Linked DNA regions of Sus scrofa: region 1 is linked to region 2. Evidence: chromatin contacts called from public Hi-C data. All regions are on one chromosome and are shown on one strand. Each heading gives the region's core, a stretch centred on a gene start, on an enhancer-like site or on the middle of the called end of the contact. The rest is flanking DNA. Distances are from core to core; before and after follow the strand shown. Region 1 overlaps LOC102165006 (a long non-coding RNA gene). Region 2 overlaps LOC102165006 (a long non-coding RNA gene).

Evidence for each region. Hi-C and Micro-C count contacts between places; a contact is called where the count stands out from the background.
Region 1: a Hi-C map of liver shows a contact between it and region 2, with 8 times the contacts expected there. The contact joins two enhancer-like sites. A contact is called at or near these places in 1 of 5 promoter capture datasets (liver) and 3 of 47 Hi-C or Micro-C datasets (embryonic fibroblasts and liver).

The regions. Positions count from the first base shown.
Region 1 is chr18:46,917,598-46,922,088 of Sscrofa11.1, forward strand. All of the region lies in intron 1 of LOC102165006 (a long non-coding RNA gene), which reads right to left. Among named protein-coding and RNA genes, the nearest start is that of TRNAK-UUU, 140 kb to the right of the region's middle. Within about 2 kb of position 3,149, at least 7 of the 83 cell types and tissues checked have an H3K27ac peak or open chromatin away from gene starts, as enhancers often do. A contact at or near this core is called in liver, where this site is marked.
Region 2 is chr18:46,851,755-46,856,222 of Sscrofa11.1, forward strand. The region is part of intron 1 of LOC102165006 (a long non-coding RNA gene); the gene reads right to left. Among named protein-coding and RNA genes, the nearest start is that of TRNAK-UUU, 200 kb to the right of the region's middle. Within about 2 kb of position 1,642, at least 6 of the 83 cell types and tissues checked have an H3K27ac peak or open chromatin away from gene starts, as enhancers often do. A contact at or near this core is called in liver, where this site is marked.

The DNA.
Region 1 (4,491 bases), core at 1,899-4,398, 67 kb after region 2:
CAAATGCTCAAAAATAGCGAGCTAAGAAAAGCAGCGAAGCACTGCCACACTGGGGAAGGAGCGCTTGGCCCGTGTTGTCAATGAACGTGAAACTTAATGGGATGAGGCTCCTCAACTCTGGGGAAAAGGGACACAGTCTACATTCTAAAACTGGACCAGGAGCTGGGCCCTATTTTCATATAGTAATTCTGAAACTGACTACTATAATCCCACAAAGGGGTTTGTGAATATCATGCTATATTTAGGCTGGTAAAATACAACAGTGAGATACAATAAAGGCAGTATTATAATAAAGTCTGTAAGAAACACCTTATTTCTGAACTACACAAGGATTAATTTGGAGACAAAGCTGATCTAATTCAGATTTAAATTGCAAATGATTTCGGCAGATTTACCATATGCTATCACTCTTTTTATTTTGTTAAGATCTGAATATTTTTGGTAACTTTAAAGAATCAGAAGTTTTTTCTCCTCAGTTTGTTGAGGTATAATTGGTATTCAGAAAGCTCTGCATAATTAACGTAAACAATATTGGGTGATTGGAAATCTGTATAGCCTTGCGTTACCATCACCGCTACCCAGATAACAAACACATAAAAGACCGAGATTTTTGAAAGTCATAACAAACTTAAGTGGAACAAGCACCCACGGATACTCCATGTGTCTGATTTCATTTCCAATCTCATTCTTCTCACCCCATAATAAAGACGCCAGTAAGTCTTGTTGAATATGGGAAGGTTCAGGGGGGCCCGTGGACGATTGTTTTTACCGTTACATTTCTGGATGCCATTCCCTCTGCTTAAACCAACCCAAATCTCCAAAACAGCACTGCCAAAGCTGATTGGAAAAGGACACGTATAGGTTAAGCTATTTGAAAATTTTTAAATTCAGCCATTTTAAACAAACAAACAAAAAACCCCAGCAAATCTACTAAATGTTTCAGTAAGCATTTTTCCTAAGCTCTTAAAAAAATTTTTTTTTAAAGAAGCAAGAGGCAAGAAATGAAACCTACATCCTTTTGGAACCTAGCAGAGCCAACCAGTATTCAAAACAGAACTCAAGTCCTGTTTCATATTTATTTTGAACAACTTACCGTCTGGTAACATTTTTCTGTTCTATTTTTAATGGCTATAAAGTTTCTATCACATTCAGTAATTATCTTCAATCTCAAAAGGAGAAAGGAAATTCCATAATAAGAACTACATGCAACACTGAGTGTACAGGTGCCAGAAAATATTGTTTTGTTTAGTGGAGATGAGATCGTAAAAATATGGCTCTTTATAATGCATGTTCTCAAGTTTATTTATAGACACTATGACAGGGCACTCAAACTCCTTATTTAATCACTAACAGAAACATTATTTCAAAAGGGAATTAGGGTGGTGAAAATATATTTTTAAATGGTGTATTCTCTGGAGCCATCTCATTTTTTCTTACTATTGTCAACTATAGTTATCCAGGAAAAAAAAAAAATTCAGGAGGCAATTTAAGCCACAACAAACAAAAGCGTTTTAAATTTCTCAGGGGCAAGCTACATTCCGTCTCGAAGGAAATTGGAAGGGATATCAAAGAGAATTTATTGTCTGATGACCACCCCTAGTTCTTTAGTGAAAGCTGTAAGAGAAAAAAAACAGCAGCAGTTAAGAGATCTGAGGTAAACTTTAAGGGTGGGCAAAAGAGAGGGAGCTTGAGATACCACCAATTTTAAATTTTATGCTTTAGGACAATGGATATCTTTGCCAATAAGTAGTTAATTCGTTACTGCATCTCCAGGTAAGTCACACGAAGCAGTTATTCCAGGTTATCGTGATTACTTCTAAAAGGGCAAAGCAATGACCTCACTAACCATGAACTCCATTCCACACAATCAAGAGTAAAAGTGACCCCATCCCGCCATTCACAACGTAATCATGACTAATCTCTTCTCTCCACTTACGGTAACGCACATGAACCTGAATGCTGGAAAAGTAATACTGCCTTTCTGTCCATTTCCCAAAAGTACTTTCCCAAAAAGAAAAAAGAAAAAAAAATTATGGATACAAAATGCTGCATTTTACTTCTATCACTGTATTTACAAAGATACATCTCTTTCTTAGAGTCTCCTTCATTATTAGAGATCTCTTTAAATAAATGAAGCGGAGTTAACTATATTTTTTGTTCAAATTTCCATGTCCTAAGTTTATATTCTTTGTGGGAGGTAGGTTGCAAGGGTTTATTCCAGAAAGGACATTGGACTAAATGGTTCTGATGCAGAAAATTAACGGTGGAAAAGTTTCACATACTCATTGATAAATAAAAGGAATTTTTCAGGATACGTAGTCACTTTTAATGAAGGGAGTGGAATGGGGACAGAATGTAAAAAAGGAGAAATATTTGTACACATTCTTTGTGGACCCATTTTGGATTTCTCTGCTTAGTTGATAAAGCCATGTCCCTTTGTTTGATTTTTTTCCTAATACAGACAGTTAGTACAAAATAACCCACCAAGGCCACCCCTATTTCCATCAAAAACCTTGCAGCTGTTGAACTTCTGATTTGAACAAGATCCACCCCAGACTGGCATGTCACAGAGGGCAACGGCCCTGTGACATTTTAATGCATTTGGGTTTTCGTCTGCTGACCCACGACATGGGTAAATAAAGATAACCTTCACCAAGACACACAAACCGCTCCCAGGGCGCCACTGGGGGATTCGGCAAAGAGAGCCAGTGTCCCGCTAGCATTAGCTGCCATGGTCATGACTGTGAAGACACAGCATGTCAGCTAAAAGGCACAGGTGAGCAGTTCTGGAAACGTGACTGCTGATAGCTGAGCAGGGCTGGGGAAAAGCCTACACAAAACGTCTTGGTATCCAGGTCAGATGAATGGTTTTCTCAGCTCTATTTCTCATTAACCATTTAGAAAGGGATTATCCCAAATTTTGCCTATTTAGTTGTTTTTGTTTTCTGGCTTAAAGTGCCACACGGTTACCTAATAAAAATTACACCACATTAAACAGGCTGTGTTGAGTATGCTGCAATTCGTGCGACTTGACTGGTATTATTTTAAGTGTCTGTTCTCTGAATTCCCTTGGAATTTATGCTGTTAACTCCCATGAATACGAACAGACCTCCCAAGCCTGTAGTTACACACGCCATATATTTATTAGGAGGCAGCTTAACTTCTAGACGCTGCACAGAGGGCTGTATTTTGTCCCTGAGCACTTGAGTTCCTGAACATACTTGTTTGAAAATGCCTCTTAAAATATATGGTTTAGCTGGACAGACTAAAAATTTTGTGTAATCAGAGAGAATGTTTAGAAAACATTGTTTGGGGAGGAAAGTAATGCTTTAATGCTACTTCCAAGAGAATAAATAATGCAATTCTGTTTCTCCAGGCCCACGAGGATGCTGGCTTTCGTACTGCTAATAAAACAAAGGAGAGACAGCCCTCAGAAGGGGGTGATACAAAACATCAAACATGTAACCATTTGGCCTGGAAACATGTACCAGGGCCAAAATCGGGCTATTTCTCTAATAAAACAAACACAAAATAGCCACTTCAAAGGCTTTGGAGGTAAAAGATAAGGTTCAAGTCAAAGAGAAAAATCTCTTGGTGATGTCCATGCCTATGTATCTGAAGAGAGAGCTTTCATTTTTTTCAAGAAAAGTTTTCACCTAATTTTAAATGATCAGAATTTAATTTATTTTATACTATGGCTGAGTGGGGTAACATCCTTGCTTCTTTAATTTATAAGATATTTGTTGGTATTATTACCTATGGTAGAATATTATAATTTTGTTCTACATAGCACTCCATTTCCAACAAAAGAAAATTCACCCCAAACTGTATAGGTTTTTAATTTGTAACAATTAATTCTGAGCAGTTCTGAACAATTAGCTAAATATTGTTGAAGACAAGAGTTTAAGTTTTATAAGTTCCCAAGTCATCCTGATTTCTATCACTTAATGAAATTTAGTCTCTAAAAATTAAGGGTCCTGATAAAGTCATAGATTAGAAAATACATACATATTAAGGTTTCCCGAACTTCCATTTCATCCAAACCCATCTAAAACTGCTACGAAAGGGTGTGGAATCAATGGGGAAGTAGCGCCACCATCTGGACATTTTTAGAGTGACAGGCATAAATTCTTTTTCCTTTCAAAGATCAACACTCTGCAACTGCACAAGCACTTTGGGGAAAAAACTGGTTCAGGAGTTCCCATTGTGGCTCAGTGGTTAACGAATCCGACTAGGAACCATGAGGTTTCGGGTTCGATCCCTGGCCTTGCTTAGTGGGTTACGGATCTGGGGTTGCTGGGAGCTGTGGTGTAGGTCACAGCCGTGGCTCGGATCTGGCATTGCTGTGGCTCTGGCATAGGCCGGCGTCTACAGCTCTGATTAGACCCCTAGCCTGGGAGCCTCCATATGCTGTGGGAGCAAACCTGGAAAAGGCAAAAGACAAAAAAAAAAAAAAAAAAAAAAAAAAAACCGGGTTCAGTTTACCTAAGT
Region 2 (4,468 bases), core at 392-2,891:
ACCTAATGTCAAAAATCCAGCTCTTATTAAGGGCAGCTGCTTTATGGAAAAAAAAAAAAATCACAACTCTTGCTCCTTGACTGTTTCAACTGAACAATGAAGAAAGCAAAGAGGATCCTAGGAAGAAAGTTCTACGTTCTCTACTTTCACAACCCTTTTACAGGCAGAGCAGGAAGCATTCGACATAAATATTCTCTTGCTGGCTCCTAGTAAATGAAGACTGTTGAGCACACGACAGAGGAGCAAAGTATCAGCAAACTGTCACTGCTCAACTGCTGGCTGCCTCTGGTTTCTTGCTGAACCCCAAAGCTAAATCTACATAGAAACCTTCTCCCCAGTGACTTTTCTGATATGGGTGTTGAGACTTAATTCTACTTGTTTTTCTCTTACAAGGAAATGATTGGTTTCAGTTTTGTCTTTATGGGCTTATTTTCAAATTTCTCCTAAAAGCGGTGCTTATTGCATTAGGTTGGCGACTCCACCTATCATTCTCTTTTACAAAACAATAACCAGTTCTCTCACTGAGATAAACCTCCTCACCTCAGACCTCAACGTTTATCCAATTCAGTCCAAGAGGATTTTCTCCTAAGAGCTTTAAACTTCTACATGGATGCAATTAAGACGTCATATTAGAGGCGGGGGCAACTACCTTTATCAGAAATATTGAATCATTCCTCTTTGAAGACCTCACTTTTTTAAAACATGAGCTATATCCAATATTGATTTCTAGAAAATTCCCTTTGACTCATGAGCTGGACCTAGACATCGATTTCAGAAGATGGACCTACATTTTCTCACTAACAGGGTTTTGCTTTCTTCTTGGGATGTAACGTAGCCCTCATATTCCTAATACAAATTTATGAACTTTTCACTGCTGAATTGATGCTGTAAAAACAAAATAATTTTCAGACCAAAGGCCATGTATGTGTGATTTTGACAGCCCTGTGCATCATATTGCAAGCAACGATTTTTCTTAATATCAGCCACTGAAACGAAGTTATGTGTGAGTGATGTTGTTATTACATGGAACCACTGATGGCCAAGCCAAATGCAGTGTGATTTCTCTTCTGGAAATTGTTTGCTGTCTCTTGTTTATACGCATCCAGACACTAAAAAGTCAGTTTGACTTCAGCCTCAGGTGGCCCTGTCCCTGATTATGTGTTCCAAAATTTGCAAGGGAAACCACACCATCCTAGAGAGAAGGCATATCTATGCTGGATCATCAGATTATATAAATGATCCAGGTATTTGTGTGACTCTTTATTTTCCTCCTCTTAGTTAAAACCCTTGGAAGTTTATTTATTTGCATTTTTAACCTATTGCCTAAAGATGCAATTCTAAAAATTCCTACCAGTTGTAACCACAACAACCACCAGGTGGCTTTCAGCAATGCTTGTTTATTTTGAATGTGACATCTTGGCCTTTTTTAATTTTTAACTTCACATGGGGAAATTTAGTATTTGTACTTTTTGTTTGGGGCTGCAATCACCGGAACAAACTTGAAAAAAGAAAACAGAGCCCAGAGGAATGAGGGATAATTTACAATTAAACCCATGAAGATGAAAGGGAGAAAGCAAAGAAGGAATTAATGACCGAGCAAGAGTTCAGCCTGACCTGCTCCACAGTTTTGCTGACATTCTGACAAAACTGAGTAGCGCTCTGACCTACTGCGAGCTGCCCTAGAACTGGCACCTGGTCTCAATCTTTTCTTCCTCTATCTCTGAGAAGTAGAGGAAGAGAACCTCTGGGAAACCAAGCTTATTTTTCCCTGCCTGGCTTTTTTCAAACGTGATCCTGCATTCTCTTTGTACGTAATGATTTCTTAAAAAAATTTAGCCAATTTCTTACACATGATTTTATACATGATATTCAAAGGCCTTTGCTCACATTTCTGTCACAGATTTACACATTCATTTCATTCATTCTTTCACTCGATTGTTATTAAACTCCAAACAGGACACTATGCTAGGGATCTGGGGAAAAGAGAGGTACACCAAACTGAATTAGCAACATTCTTGACTCCCAAGACCTTAGAATTTAGAGGTGGAGATGGGCTTTTTTCACAATTACCATATATGCAGTTCAGAGTATGTCAGGCAAATGAAAGCTTATGAACAAAAACTTGTATGGAAATTCCAAGAAGCTAAAAACCTCTCCCTGGTAAGAAGCTTATAAAAATGTCTTTCGAGAGGACTTAGCCCTGTAATTTATTTGGCATGATGGAATCATTTTCAAGAAGCTGAGAGTGGGCCAGTGGGGAGTGCTAAGTAGGAAAACAGGAAGACGACGGTGCAATCCTCAAGAGGAGGGAAACTCACGAAGGTGAGTTGGAGAAGCAGGCTGGGGAACGGTCACCAGTGAATGCCACTCTGGAGTGGCTGGCGGGGGACTTGTGGTAGTGGACAATCTCTCGTATACATGCCCCGGGAATTTCATTTAGGATCACAGACTTCTCAAGCTGAAAGTGCTGTTAGAAATCTAGGCCAGTCCAGAGACTTTACAGAAAAGGGACCTGAGATCATTACTGTCTGGCCAAGTAGAGACAGCCAAGTAGAGACAGCCTGGACCAAACGCTTTAGAGTCAGCTTTTTTAATGCTTAGAAGCAGCAGAACTCAGGAAGAAGGAGAAAATAGCATGAGAAAGCAAGATTAGAAGACAAATACAACCACTCCGCATTTTTACTCCAGATTCAGGCTTGTTTTCTCAGGAGAGTTGAAGAATTACAACTAGGACATGTACTTTTAGGAGTTAAGGATGGGCCCCAAGGGGCTCCAGGCTAGAAGAGAGGGGCTCTTAGCACAAAGGGTTCTTCTAACTATCTTACCCTAAAGGGGTCTGTCATCCTACACACAGAGCTCTTGGCAGCCTTCCCTTTGGCTTATTCTTATCCAGCCACAGACAACCAAAGAAAACAAGCTGTGGAGGAACGTCTAAAATATACCAGGGAATATATGCGATTAAACCAAGAAGAAAACATGATCCCGGAGGATACAGAGAGACACTGCTACCTCTTAAGCCTAGTCAGTGTGAGCAAACACTTAACTTCTACTAACTTATCACTATAATGTGGGAACACATGTGTAGTTGGCATAGCTGATAGAGGGAATTTTGTTATCCAGAGATTAGATGGTGAAGGAAAAGAAATTCCAGGTAAACCAGATCTACCTAAAATGGGAACCAAAAACTCAAGGTAAAACTAAATACTATTCAGGGTATGTATATTATATTTATCAAATTTTATCTTACAAATGCAACTATTAATTCTTAGAACAAACAATCGTGACCTTATTTATTTATTTATTTTTGAGGGAGCGGTATAATTTTTTCCATATAGGTGCTTGAGTTTTATTCTACTTTCTCAGCCCGATCATTAAGAAGGCCACTTTTGCAGAAACATTTAGGAGTGTCAATTCTCCCAAAGGTTTCTCTTAATCCTATGATATCCAGACAATTCTGTTTTGGTGCTACTATTCTGTTCTCTTCCACAACTGTTAACTTAAAAGAAAAACTAACAGATCCCCTTTTGCCAAAGGCCTTCCAAAGTTTCATTATTTGTCACCACTTAAAAATCCTCCGCCTTTTTGCTTGAGTTATAGCTTTGTTTTGCAATTTATTTGCATTATAGTTGCATCACTTGGACTTAGACACTTCAGAGGGTGGTCCTCAGCCTGATGTCACATAGAGAGTTTACTTCCAGTACACAGAGGTTCCTTCTCCTCATTCTTATCCTTTTGGATTTGGGAACAGGTTAGGCTAGATTATGTTCTGAAATTAAATGCTAGTTGAAAGCCTAATCACGCTCACATACGCAAAATATCCATCCACATATACTCTCTGCAGGTTAAGACTTTAATATCTCTCATGTGACTAAATTTGAGAGGAAATGTATTGCCACTACCATCTCACCAATTATGAAATCATGATTCCTGAGACTTCTGAAATAACCATTTTAAGGTTAATAATAAAACCTATAATGTGATGCTATAATTTACATAATAAACCCTTTCTTGGTAAGGACCACTGTCAGCTCACCTGGAAGACATGAGCCCATTGAGGGTTAAGAAGTGGCTGGTAGGGTTATGGCCTCGATTAATTATACCCCCTTTGTCACCACAATAAATCCAGAGTTATGAATTCTGCAGAGGATGTGACTTTAGCTCAATGACTGCAAAGGGACATGGTTGGTTATCAGTGATGGTGGAAGATTCTGTGTCCATCTGTGATGGTTAATTTATGTGTCCACTTGACTGGGCCAAGGGTTGCCATATCTTTGGTCAAACATTAGTCTGGGTGTGTTTGTGAGGGTGGTTCTGGAAGAAATTAGCATCTGAATTGGTCGACCAATAGAGCAGATTACCCTCCCTAATGTGGGTGGGCTTCATCCAGTCAGTAGAAGACCTAAATAAAACAAAAGGGCAGAATAAGAGGGAATTCCTCCTGCCTGATGGCCCTGAACTGGGGCATCTC